Linked DNA regions of Mus musculus: region 1 is linked to region 2. A link is a contact called in public HiChIP or PLAC-seq data. All regions are on one chromosome and are shown on one strand. The core of a region is the stretch at or near the end of the contact, and the rest is flanking DNA. Distances in the headings are between cores, read along the strand shown.

Evidence for each region. HiChIP or PLAC-seq counts read pairs in DNA pulled down with a chosen protein or histone mark.
Region 1: a contact with region 2 is called in an H3K27ac HiChIP or PLAC-seq map of embryonic stem cells, with 8 read pairs. The contact joins the promoter of Csf3r here to the enhancer-like site in region 2. A contact is called at or near these places in 4 of 39 promoter capture datasets (the 3T3-L1 cell line, cranial neural crest, frontonasal cranial neural crest and 1 more) and 1 of 115 datasets of contacts at active chromatin or transcription factors (embryonic stem cells).

What each region holds. Positions count from the first base shown.
Region 1 is chr4:126,021,754-126,027,757 of GRCm38.p6, reverse strand. Csf3r (colony stimulating factor 3 receptor (granulocyte)) reads right to left here and starts at 3,099. Exons shown (of 17, transcript NM_007782.3): 1 at 2,963-3,099; 2 at 1,579-1,677; 3 at 358-441. The coding sequence starts at 421. Gm32908 (a long non-coding RNA gene) reads left to right here and starts at 3,104. Exons shown (of 4, transcript XR_003955278.1): 1 at 3,104-3,503.
Region 2 is chr4:125,535,817-125,542,094 of GRCm38.p6, reverse strand. The region is part of intron 1 of Grik3 (glutamate receptor, ionotropic, kainate 3); the gene reads right to left. Among named protein-coding and RNA genes, the nearest start is that of Gm32807, 21 kb to the left of the region's middle. Within about 2 kb of position 3,539, at least 25 of the 459 cell types and tissues checked have an H3K27ac peak or open chromatin away from gene starts, as enhancers often do. A contact at or near this core is called in embryonic stem cells, where this site is marked.

The DNA of each region.
Region 1 (6,004 bases), core at 1,850-4,349, 490 kb before region 2:
CTCACTCACTGTTTCAGCTCTGACCATGGTTTCTGCTTGCAGACACCTAGTCTATTCCTGGAGAAACAATATGCTTCTCTCCCATCTGTGGCTCTTCGCCCTGCTGCCTCCTCTTCATGGTGCCCTTTAGGCCCTCTCTCACCAGCTTAGCATATGGGCATCCCAGTGAACCAGACTGTTTCCTGGATTTCTGACATCCCTTTGTAATGAGAGTCATAACTGCTCTGCTACCTCGAAGCTCTGTGATGGAGAGGCTTTGGCTGCTGTGTTCACTGCCACACTCCCAGGGTCTGGCACACAGCAGCTTGGGGGGACCGATGCCTCCCTTATAATTGTCCTCCCCGGCCCCTGACTTACTTCTGGGGAGTAGCAAGAAGATCAGGGTAACTCCAGTCAGGGTGCAGGCTCCCAGCCCTACCATTTTGCCAGCTTGAAGCTTACCTGGAGGCAGTGAGAGATGGTTAAGAACAGGATTTGCAGCCAGAGCCTTGCTCTGCCAGTATCTGGGCAGGATACCTGACCCCTGAGTCTCAGTGCTTGCAACATGGGGTGACACTGGCCTGTACTGCCTTTAAGAGAAAGACATGAAATGGTTCAAATCAATGGCTTTCCCCTCACCAGGGTATCAAGGAAATGTCCATGTGTGCAACACACTGCCAAGGTCAAATCTGTCTCCTAGAAAGAGCAGGGATAGGATGGAGCTAGGAGGGGGCGCAAGCTTTTCTTCCCTCTTGCGCCCCCCCCCCATATCTCTGTTTACCAATCTTTGTTTTGTAACTGTGCTGGCTAGTTGTGTGTCAACGTAATACAAGCTAGCATCATTTGGGAAGAGGAAACTTCAGTTGAGAAAATACCTCTACCAGATTTGCTTGTGGGCAAGCCTGTGGTAGGTACATTTTCCTGATGAATGCTGGATGTGGGAGGGGCCAGATCATTGTGGGTAGTGTCATCCCTGGACGGGTGGTCCCAGTGCTACAAGAAGTTAGGCTAAGCAAACCATGGGGACCAAGCCAGTAGCAGCACTCTTCAATGGCATCTGCATTAGTTTCTGTCTCAAATTCCTGCCCTGACTTTCTTCAGTGATGGACTGTTGCCTGGAAGTGTATGGTGAAATAACCCTTTTTCCAAGTTGCTTTTGGCTAGGGTGTTCTATCCTAGCAATGGAAACCTCAGACAATAACCTCACATCAACATACCAGTTTGATCATCTCCTGCATCCACATGCACACACACATGTACATATGTACACACTGAGTGGGAAAGACTTAGCCCCCAGGGCTCAGGATGCTGGTTCTCCACTCATTTGTGGTTGTAGTAGGCCTAGTTCATACCTGGTACCACTGTATCCTTCCCACAGGCTTATGTCAAGAGCAGAAAACAGAACAGAGGAGACCAGGCCTCCTCTCTAGATTGCATGGGGCTGGCATGTTTAACATCAGAACAGTTTCCTATGGAAGCCTTGAGGGTGGCCCCAGTTGAGTAGGAGCTTGGGCCTGCTGGAGCCTATGTCTCATTGTCTAGGGAAGAAGTGTACAAAGAGGCTGGGAGCCCAGTTCTGACTCTGGTTCCAACACTCACCTGCCTGGTGAACTTGGATGAGTTACTTCACCATTCTGAGTCTCAGTTTCTCCATTTAGGAAAAAGGGGCTTAACAATACCACTCATGTCTCAGCAATGCTATAACGATGAAGCGAGACAGTTAAGATGAAAGCTCTTGGCACAGTGCCCAAGGAACAAGCTCTCAGAAGCAGTGGGCTATCTGTATGAGCCCTAAAAGCAGGAAATCAGCCAAAGGAACCAATAGCCTCCTGGCATAGCCACCAGGTCTACTTCTAGCTCCAAGCCTCTCAGGCTCTTCCCACCACTCTGGCCATGTGCTGGGCTCTGCAGCTGCTCGCTGTGTCCACTGTGCCCACGGACACAGCTGATGCCGTAAGTCAGGCTGCTACAGCATCCTCTCTACCTTTTCCTTTTGCTCATTGTTGCCAACCTTCCCTCTGGGCTCCCTTCTCCTGTCCTATTCTTTTGAAATTCTGTCTGTGGGAAGACGGGGACGAAGAGGATGTTGAGAATAAACTATGGGAGCGAGATCCCCAGGTGTGGCAGAGATAAAGGATCAATGCATCATAGATGGGTGAATAGACAAGCTGGGGAAAAGAGATACATAGAGAATAGACAGAGGTAGAGCCTAGCCCAGTGGCAGGGGGTTGAGACCAGTTATTCTGGAAGTGGGGGCAAGTGTGTTACAAGATCAAGGCCAGCCTGTGCTATAGAAGACATTCAAATCTCATTTTGGCAACTTAGCGAAACCTATCTCAAAAATATAAAGCAACCAGGGCTGGGGATAGAGCTTAGTTGGTTGAACACTTGTCTAGCAGGCACAAAGACCAAGGCTTGATCCCCAGTACCACATTAAGTATCAGGCATGGTGGTGGAGGCCTACAGACCAGCATTTGTGATACAGGAGGATCAGAAGAAGTTCAAGGTTCTTATCTGCCGACAAGATGATAAACCTTGTCTGCATGAGAGCTGCATACAACATCATCATCAACAACAACGATGAGCAGGCTGGAGCGATGCAGAGAGAAGTGGAGAGGCCGACAGAGAAAGCTATCTCAGGCAAGTCTTGCATCAACTGTTTAAAGTTAAGAGGCTAAGGGAACCGGGAGAGGAAACAGAGGCCCAGAGACTCTGAGACAGCTGTTCTTGCTGAGAAGAAGCAGGCCAAATGGCTGAAAGCAGGGAGTAAGCCTGTCTGAAGGATAGGGACTCTGGGTGGGATTCTTCATACCTGAGCTCAGCTCCTGTTCCCAGAGATCCAGCTGTCTGACCTCCCTGATGCTATACACACAGAGAGACTCCCATTTCCCCAAGGATCCTGTCTTGGGCCCCCTGATGTGGCCCTAGCAGGGTTGGGGAATGGTCTGAGGTCTCCAGGGCTCCCCGCCCTCCCCCTACTTACACTGGGGCTAGGGCGCTGTGCCCAGCCCCCACGCTTGTGCTCTCTCTTCTCTCTCGTCTCCTCTCCTCTTGGGGCAAGTTCCCGAAACTTCTCTTTCTAGCCCCGTCGTTAATGACAGGCGGGGGGTGGGGGGGACCCAGAATTGCGACACCTTCCTGGCTTCCCTGCTGCGTTTGGCTGAGCCTTCACCCTTGGGGTGGGGGACATAGACAGCCCCTTCCTCTCAGGAAGGAGGTTGAGGGAAACTGGTGAGCTAGGGACCTTCCTGCCTCAGGGGTCTTAGAGGGCTGGGCATTGTAGCAACCTGGCCCGTGGCCACCCTCCCTTCTCTCCGGATTTCCTGAGCTCCTCGCTTTGAGGCTCAGCAGAGCACCCGAGACAAGACAGGGCCAAGGGAGGGCTGGGGTCTTCAAGTGTTTATTTCAAAACGAAGCAGGACAAAATAGCGTGGAAAATTAATGAGGGCTGGGGTGGAGGAGACTCTCTTCTCACTGAGTCTGGCTGAAGCCTCTGCCCGGGAAGAATCAAGATTCCAGGACAGGTAACGTTTACTTCAGGTTTTCTTCCCTTGTTAGCTGAAAACCTGCCATTTTCCAGGACTCTCAATAGACCCTCCCACCCCTGGCCTCCCTAGTCCATGGTCCCTGCCCTCACCGCTTTGTACAATCCTAGGGGTTCCTGGTTTTATCTTCTCAGGTTGTAACCCCTTTCAAAAGGCCCACCCTGTAAGTTCATCTATCACAAAAGAGAGGGGAAAAATTGTTCTAAGTTTGAAAATCATCAAAATAGTATATATTGGTATATTAGTCAGGGTTCTCTAGAGCAGCGGTTCTCAACCTTCCTAGTGCTATGACCCTGTAATGCAATTCCTCATGTTGTGGTGACCCCCCAACTGTAAAATTATTTTCCTTGCTAATTCATAACTGTAATTTTTTCCTGGTATGAATCATAATATATATCTGTGTTTTCTAATGATCTTAGGTGACCCCTGTTGAGAACCTCTGCTCTAGAGGAACAGAGTCCACTTAATGAGTGTATACGCGTGCACACGCACGCGCGTGCGCGCGCGCGCGCACACACACACATATATACGAACACATATACGCACACACATGAATTTATCAAATTAGCTTATGCAATACAGAGGAAGTAGGAGCACTGAGAACCCACCTGGGAAATCCTTTGGTGCCTTGGCACTCCCAAGGTGGTACTGAAGACCTGGAGGGTATCTGGTCCTCAGTCCATGTCGAAAGCTGATTTTGACTTGAGCAAAGGAATCAAGTGGGGTGGCAGCAGCAGGGTAGACTACTAGCAGCAGAGGGGAAGGTCAGGGAAAAAGGCTTCCTTCTTCCATGTCCTGCTTTTGATCTGGGCTGCCACCAGAAGGCGCCGCCCATCTCTGGGGTGGGTCTTCCCACATCCATTAAGGGAGTCAAGATAATTCCTCAACTGAGAATTGCTGCTTGGGCGATTCTAAATCGTGGCAAGTTGACATTTAAAATCAAGCACCAGGATCAATCCTTTGTCAATGGTACACAAACAGGTCACTTTAAAGACCATATAGCCTTCCACCCCTTTGCCCCAAATCTCACGGTTATATCCCAGTGTACTGGGTCTGCTTTTAAAAGTCCTTGAATGCTTAAAAAATTTTAACCCTTTGAAAGGCTCACAAGTCAGCCAGGTGTGGTGGTACACGCCTTTAGTCCCAGCCCTTGGGAGGCAGAGGCAGGTGGATCTCAAGAGTTCAAGGCCAGCCTGGTCTACAAAGTAGGTTCCAGGGCTATATAGAGAAACCCTGTCTCAAAACAACAACAACAACCTCAAATCTCTTTGTTTTTATTAGATATTTTCTTCATTTACATTTCAAATGTTATCCTAAAAGTCCCCTATACCCTCCCTCCCCCGCCCTGCTCCCCTACCTCAAATCTCTTAACTGTAAACTTCTATGAATATCAAAGGCAAATGAATACTTTTAACATATTATGGCACCGAGTACATAATTATCTGTTCTAGATAGCTTTCTGTTGCTGTAGTAAAAGATATGACCAAAAGCCTTTTGAGAGGGGAAAGGGTTTTCAGCTCACACTTCCAGGTCACGGTTCAGCTTTGAGAGAAGTTAGGGCAGGAACTCAAAGTAGGAGCAGAGGCAGGAACCATGGGGGAATGCTTACTGGGTTGCGCACTGGCTCGTGCTCAGTTAGCTTTCTTATATAATACGGTACCTCCTGCCCAAGGATTGAACTGTCTACATTTTGCTGGAAACTTCTACATCAATCAAGACGATCTGATTTGGGTAATTCATTAATTGAGGTTTCCTCGCTTTACTGTAGGTTGTGTTAAGTAGACACTAAGTAGTACAGCTAGAGACAGCTAAGTGAGCTGCTACTCCTACCCATTCTCTAAGGTGTGTCTCATTTCTTTCCCTAAATATCTTTCTTGTGTGTGTATCAGGGAGTCTGAGTGTGTGTGTGTGTTTTAGACAGGGTCTCTCTATGGAACTCACGATGTATGTAGACCGGGTTGGCCTCAAAGTAATAGGAAGTCTACCTGCCTCTGCCTCCCAAGTGCTAGGTTTAAAGACTGGTGCTACCATGCTTGGGCCCCTCTACTTTGTGTTTTGAGACAGTAGGGATTACAATGGTTCAGAGACATGGAATGTTCTCTACAGTTGGAGGGTTTTTTTATTGTTCATGCCCACGATTCTCTTGCAATTACCTACAGATACTTTTCTGAGGATTCAACTACTCACAGTTATATACAGTTCACCACCTGATAAAGGTTAGGTACCAGCACACGGATACCTGCACCATGTTAAGCCCATGACTCTTCCTTCACAATATACTCAGCATCCTGGGCACATGGATGTTCACAGGAAAATTCAGCATGGCTCCTCCTTGTCTGAGTATTGTTGCGATCACATGTTGGAATGATCAATGTCCTGGTGCCTTCTGCCCCATACTCCCTGATGGCTCCCATCTCACTTGGAGCCTAAGTGAAAGGCTGATCATCTGGCTGCCTTCCTTGGCCTTCTGAGATCCTCTT
Region 2 (6,278 bases), core at 2,290-4,789:
TATCACATTGAACAAAGTCCCTTCTGGAGAATAGCTACCAGTTGAGAGCGTTGACAACAGCTAGGAATCCAGTAGGATGCACTCTGAGCAGCACATGACAATAACCAAGCTCTGTCCTCCAGACTGTCTCCAAGTCCTCCCCACTCCAACCTAGCTCCTCCTCTAGGTCCTCCCCACTCCAACCTAGCTCCTCAGTCCTATCCTTGGTGTCATTAGCTCTACCGACCCAGTCAGGACAGGTGCCCCAAAGCCATGTTTTTCGAACCCCGGCTTGTCTGGGTAGATGGTCAAGCTTTGGACCAGGCATGCTGAATACAATTCTCCAGGCCCCATCCAGTCTCATATTCCACCTTCCCCTATGGCTTCCATGAAAACAGAACTCAGCCCACTATCCAGAAAGGATAGCAGGGAGAGATGCAGTTCTTGAGAAAGGCCACCAAGTCCCCAGTCAAAAGCCTTGTGTCCTTACTCTTACAAGTGTGCACCTAGGTGGTGGGGGTGTCTTGTTAGAAAGGCAGACAGAGCGCTCTCTGGGATGAAGTAGGAGAAGGGCCTGAGGTCATTTATTTAAGGGACCCCCAGGGTCATGCAGGAATTAGACGATGCTCTGCCCCCAGTTCGGGCAGAGTCTCTGAAGGACAGTCACTAGCCTTTCCAAGCCAGTCCCTGGTCAGGCATGGTGAAAGACAGAGCAGAGCTCCGCTAAGCAGTGTTGAAGGGGGACAATACAGGAGAAGGTAAGGAGCCAGATCTGAGGCTGGACAGGATGGAGGGAGTAGGGGATGAGAGATGTCTGAGGGGAGGCAGTTGTCAGCGAACCAACAGAGCAAGGAAATCACCAGAAGTCTCAGAGGGCCCTGGACAACCAAGAACCCTCTCCAGGACCTGTCATTCCCATTATGGTCTCCAAAGGGGCCCTAGCAGACCCTGGCTCACACGCTGCTGTGGCTGCATCTGCCCCCGCCCTTCGCATGGCACATGCCTGCCCCTGTGCACAGCTGCACATGGCCACAGTCACATGGCCACTGCAAGCCCCATGCACACAATCATACCCAGTACTCTCTTCCGGGTCCTGCAGTCACCTGCACTATCTTGGTCATGGTGCTCATGGGCACACGTGCATGAGCACGCCCTTGCCTACACACAACATTCTCATCCTGCCCTACATATATGTACATGTGCATACGAACTCTACTATGGGCACACGGAAGTACGTACTGACGCCTGCTCTGTCCACTCCTGCTCACCTCTCACACCTCCAGTCACGGGGAAGCAATTACTGCAGGGAGCACTTAGTGAGCACTTCCCACGCCTCAGACTCTGTTCTTAGGACTCTCTAGGTGTTCTGTGACCACGGCCATTCTCATTCCACAGCTCTGGAGGCGCAGAGATGTGGAGGCATTTTCTCAAGGTCACACAGCTACGAAACAGCCGAGCTGAGCCTCCAAGCTCGCCCAGCTCCTGACACTGCTCTCTGCTGCTTAACTGCACAAATGTTCACAGCATGCAGCCTTCAAAATGGAGGCCCTTCTTGACCCTCCTATACGTGGTCTCAGGTCACCTTCGCACTCCTGCCCCTTGGGACATCTATTGGTGCCAGGCACTGCCAGATACCAGAGTGCTGTAACCTGGTGTCTGTCTCTCCCGCTGCTGCCCACTCCCGGGCAAGGATTCTGCTTTTGACCTGAGCTCCCACATGTAAGAATCTGGGTGCAGGGTAATGACTGAATGGAATACATAGCTACACTGTAACATAACATGCACCATGCGCATGTGAACATACAAGCGAGGAGCCAAGGGTCCCCAGGCTCACATACTCACCCGAAGCTACAATCCACCCTCATCTTCTCATAGGTTGACTGTCACATGAGCAAACACAAGTGCACACACACACACACACACACACACACACACACGCACACCATGCACACGCACGCACACACGCACAGAGTAAGGATCTAACTGGTCCTCACATGTTTACACATTCCCACATTCTCTTCTGACCCTCATATTCTCTGTCTCTGTCTGTCTCTGTCTCTGTCTCTGTCTCTCTCTCTCTCTCTCTCTCTCTCACACACACACACACACACACACACACACACACACACGCACGCACGCTCGCGTACACGCACACATACACACAGAGTGAGGATCTAAGCTACCCTCACATGCTTGCATGCTCTCACATTTTTTCCTGCCCTTTTTTTTCATGCATACACACACATACACCCAGGTGCTATGACTCAACTCTCACATTTACACAGCCACTGAGCACACCCAGGCACACTTTCACCCTGCTTTGACCCTTGAGGCACCAGCGAAGGGCAGGGCGGGGCGGGGTGGGGGAGGGGGGTATGGGTAGGTACAGAAGGGAGTAGGGCAGCTACAAACTCAGGCTTGGTAAGCAGGACTGAGGGAGCAGAAGGGAGGGAGTCACTCTTGAGGGACAGCCTGAGCCTTTCCTCCAGGTCTCCTCCTCGGCCAGATGAAGGGGCACCTTCACCCTGGCATCATCTGACCATATGAGCAAGGAGCCCTGCCACGAGGGTCATCGTGAACAAACAAAGCACAAGACCTAATTAATCAGGACATACCAAGCCTCGGGGACAGCTCAGGAGGAGCCAGGCACATGCAGAATGGGCAGCTGAGGAAATTAGAGGGACCATGTAGGTGGGGTTCTGCACGTCCGTAGCAAGAAGCGAAAGAACATTCCTAGCCACGTGTGATAATGCGTACCCTTAATCCCATACTCCAGGGGAAGAAGCGGGTAGATCTCTGTAAGTTCAAGGCCAGCCTGGTATATGAATCAAGTTCTAGGTCAATTCAAGGCTACATAAAGAGACCTTGTCTTAAAAGAAGGTGAAGGAAGAGGAGGAAGAGGAGGAAGAGGAGGAAGAAGAGGGAGAGAAGGAAGAAGAGGAAGAGGAGGAAGAAGAGGAAGAGGAGGAAGAAGAGGAAGAGGAGGAAGAAGAGGTAAAGGAGGAAGAAGAGGTAAAGGAGGAAGAGGAGGAAGAAGATGAATGAAAAAAGAATACAGACCCCTGAATCTCAGCGTGCTTTGACCGAGCTACCCCACAGTGGGTGTTCAAGACCACTGAGGCTCCCAACTTTAGGAAATAGGACAGACCTGAGATGGCAAAGCAGGTCCTTTCTCTTCAGAGCTTTCAAGGGGAAACTGAGGCAAAGTGCAAATAGGCAACTGTGATCCTGCTTATCTTGTCCCCTCCTCGGGCCCCAGAGCAGTCTGTCCATCCCTAGTAATACTGGCAGAAGGCCAGGAGCCCCGGTGTTCCACAGAGGATGCACCTCCTCCTGCCAGCCAGTCCACACTAAAGTCAAGGCCACCCACCTCCCACGGAGCCAGGCTCAGAACACTGGCCTCAAAGCACAGGAGTTCCCAGGACTGAGGCAGGCCCTGTGGCTAAGGGAATTTGCATGTGACAAGCCTGGGCAAAGGCAGTGGTCCTTCCTGCATGTGTCTCTGGAGCCACATCAGGGGCAGCATGAGTTTTCCTTGAGAGACAAAGGACAAGTCTGGGTGAGAGTCTTGACTTACAAGCCACTAAGGGCAGAGGCTTTTCAAAGGCTCCAGAGAGTGGGAGGAGCTGTTACTAAACCTCAAAGGGCCTGGTACTTCCTGTCCCTCCAGGCTGCTGTTGGTCTTTGCCATCTCTCAGGCCTCCTGCTGCAAAGCTAGAAGAGGGTTTGAGTTCCTCTGTGCCTGCAGCACACCAGGGGGGTTTTCTGTCTGATCTCTTATAGAGTGGTCCCCAGCAATGAAGGATGTGGACTCACCCCTCCCTCCTCACTATGGCATCTCAGAGGAGGAAGGACTCAGTTCCTTCAGGCTAAAGGAGCTTTCCCCAGGGTCCTATACCCAGAGACCCACACTTCCTTCTCCCTCATCTCTGACATTCCCTGGAGACTGCTATGGCATCCACTCATTGCCCAGGAAGAGAGTCATTGGAGGAAGCTTTTGTTTTAGCGTTCTAAGGGTTGACATGAGGGCATGACGCCCACATGACAGTCTGCATTCATTCACACAGCAGTTGGTCTGCCCACCATTCTGTTTATCATTCATCCATTAGTCTGTCTATACAGTCATCTATTCATCCATCTATCCATCTGGTCAGTCACACGCCTGTCCATCAATTACAGTTAGTTTTAACTGTCAACTTGACCCAACATAGAATCCCCTCGAAACCGTCTCAGTGAAGGATTGTCTGAAACGGGTCTGCAGTTCTCTCTATGCGGTACTGTCTTAATTAAATTAGTTGATGTGGGAAAACCCAGTCCATGGTGGGTGGCACCATTCCCTAGGCAGGACATCGAGAGCTGAGCTGAGTAAGAATAGAGAACTCAAGCTGAGCATAAGCAAGCATGCATACGTTTCTCTCTCTCAGATTATGATCTTGGATGTGATATGGGACCAGCTCCTGCCCCTGTGACTTCACACAAATGCACTGTAACCCTGGGATTGTGAGATAAAAGAAACCCTTTCTCACCTAATGTGCTTTTTGTCAGTTTTTTTTTTTAATCATAGCAACAGAAAGGAAACAAAAGCACCACCCTTCTATCCATCTGTAAATACAGCCATCCGTCCATCTGACCTGCTCACCTACCCATCCACCTGTCTGTCTGTCTATTTATCCACCCATCTGTCCATCTGTTTGCTCATCCAGTTATCCGCCTACCCATGCATACCTTAGCTGATACTTTGGGATACTTCTGAGCTGGGGCTGTGCCAGGCAGCAGCCTCAGAACAAATGAGAGGAATCAAAACAGTCCCTGTCCTCAAGGCGCTCCCAGCCTGGTCAGTGAGAAGGCGGGAAACAGATAAATGACAAGATAATGTGATAAGTACAGTTACCCAGCTACGAACAAAGAGCTGTGAAAACACTTCAGCCCAAGCCTGGAGGAACAAGCGCTTAAGAAAGGCTTGTCAGAGGAGGTGCCATGGAAGCTGAGTCCTGACAAATGGATGGCAGCGTGGAAACCAGGAATAGGAGAGAGCTCATTCCAGCACACCTCAGAGGTGTCCTGTGACAGCCTTACATCCACAGCTAATAACTTTGAGGTTCCAACTAAATCCACTCCAGACATTAAATTCAAACCTCAGACAGTCATTTCAGACCTTGGACTAGGAATAGAGCCGTATAGAAAATAATCACCCAGACCTCTCAAAGACATATCCTTCCCCTAGAACACTAGCAAGTTCGTGTGGGGGTGAGGGGGGCTGTGCTTAACTCAAGCTGGCTGGCTGCTCCTTTGTCCTGTGGAAGAAAGTCTGACAAAGGCTGAACACAACCGAGCATATATCACTTCCCAAGTCAAGCGAGTGGGCTAAGAAGGCAGAGTTCAACATCCCTAAAGTCATCAGATAGGCAGTGCTATGGGTCAACTCCACGGCTGCCAGGCAAAGAAGGTCCTAGAGCAAGAGTTCTCAACTCTTGTGGGTTGCAAACCTCTTTGGAGGTTGAATGACTCTTTCACGGGGATCACCTAAGACCATAGAAAAACCATTTTACGTTCTGGCTCATAACGGTAGCGAAGTTCCAGTTCTGAAGTAGCAACGGAAATAATTTTATGGTTGGGGGTCACCACATGAGGAACTGTATTAAAGGGTTGCAGCTTTAGGAAGGTGAAGAACCACTGCTCTAGAAGCAAAGCTTGAGACAGGGTTTGAGTTCAAGCCATCTGCCTGAGAGCTACTCCAGAGAATACTGATGGAGAAGACGGGGGGGGGGGGGTGTGGGGGGGGGTGGTGTGTGTGAGTCAGAGTGGGAGGGGTGTGGCTGAGCAGATCATCCAGGAAACCCTGGGGACATCATGGTCAGACTCTGAGCTAATCCCGCCAGAAGGCAAAGGAGCAGAGTGTTTGTCCTCCCATTCCGAGCATCACTGGCTTAGGGCTATCCCCTACAGCTTCAGGAATCCAACACCTGTTGCCTGGAAAGGCCCTCAGTTAAGCACCTGCAACAAAATCCTGCCATGATGTAAGTCCCCCCCACAGGCTACAGACAGTGCTCAAACCAAGGTCACCAACTGAAAGGGAGAGTGGTTCCGGGAGGCAGGAGCTATCTTCCTTCCAGCATAAGGATATTCCACTTAAGGATATTCAAAAGAAACCTGAGTAATTAGGAAGGCACAGCTCTGAGAAACGATCAAGAGACAACGCAAGCATACAACCAACTGCGGGATAGAATTCCAGCAGGGGACAAAAGGGTGGCCCTAGGATCCAAAAGGTGAAGGGAAACCAAAAGCCTGTCCCAAGCCCT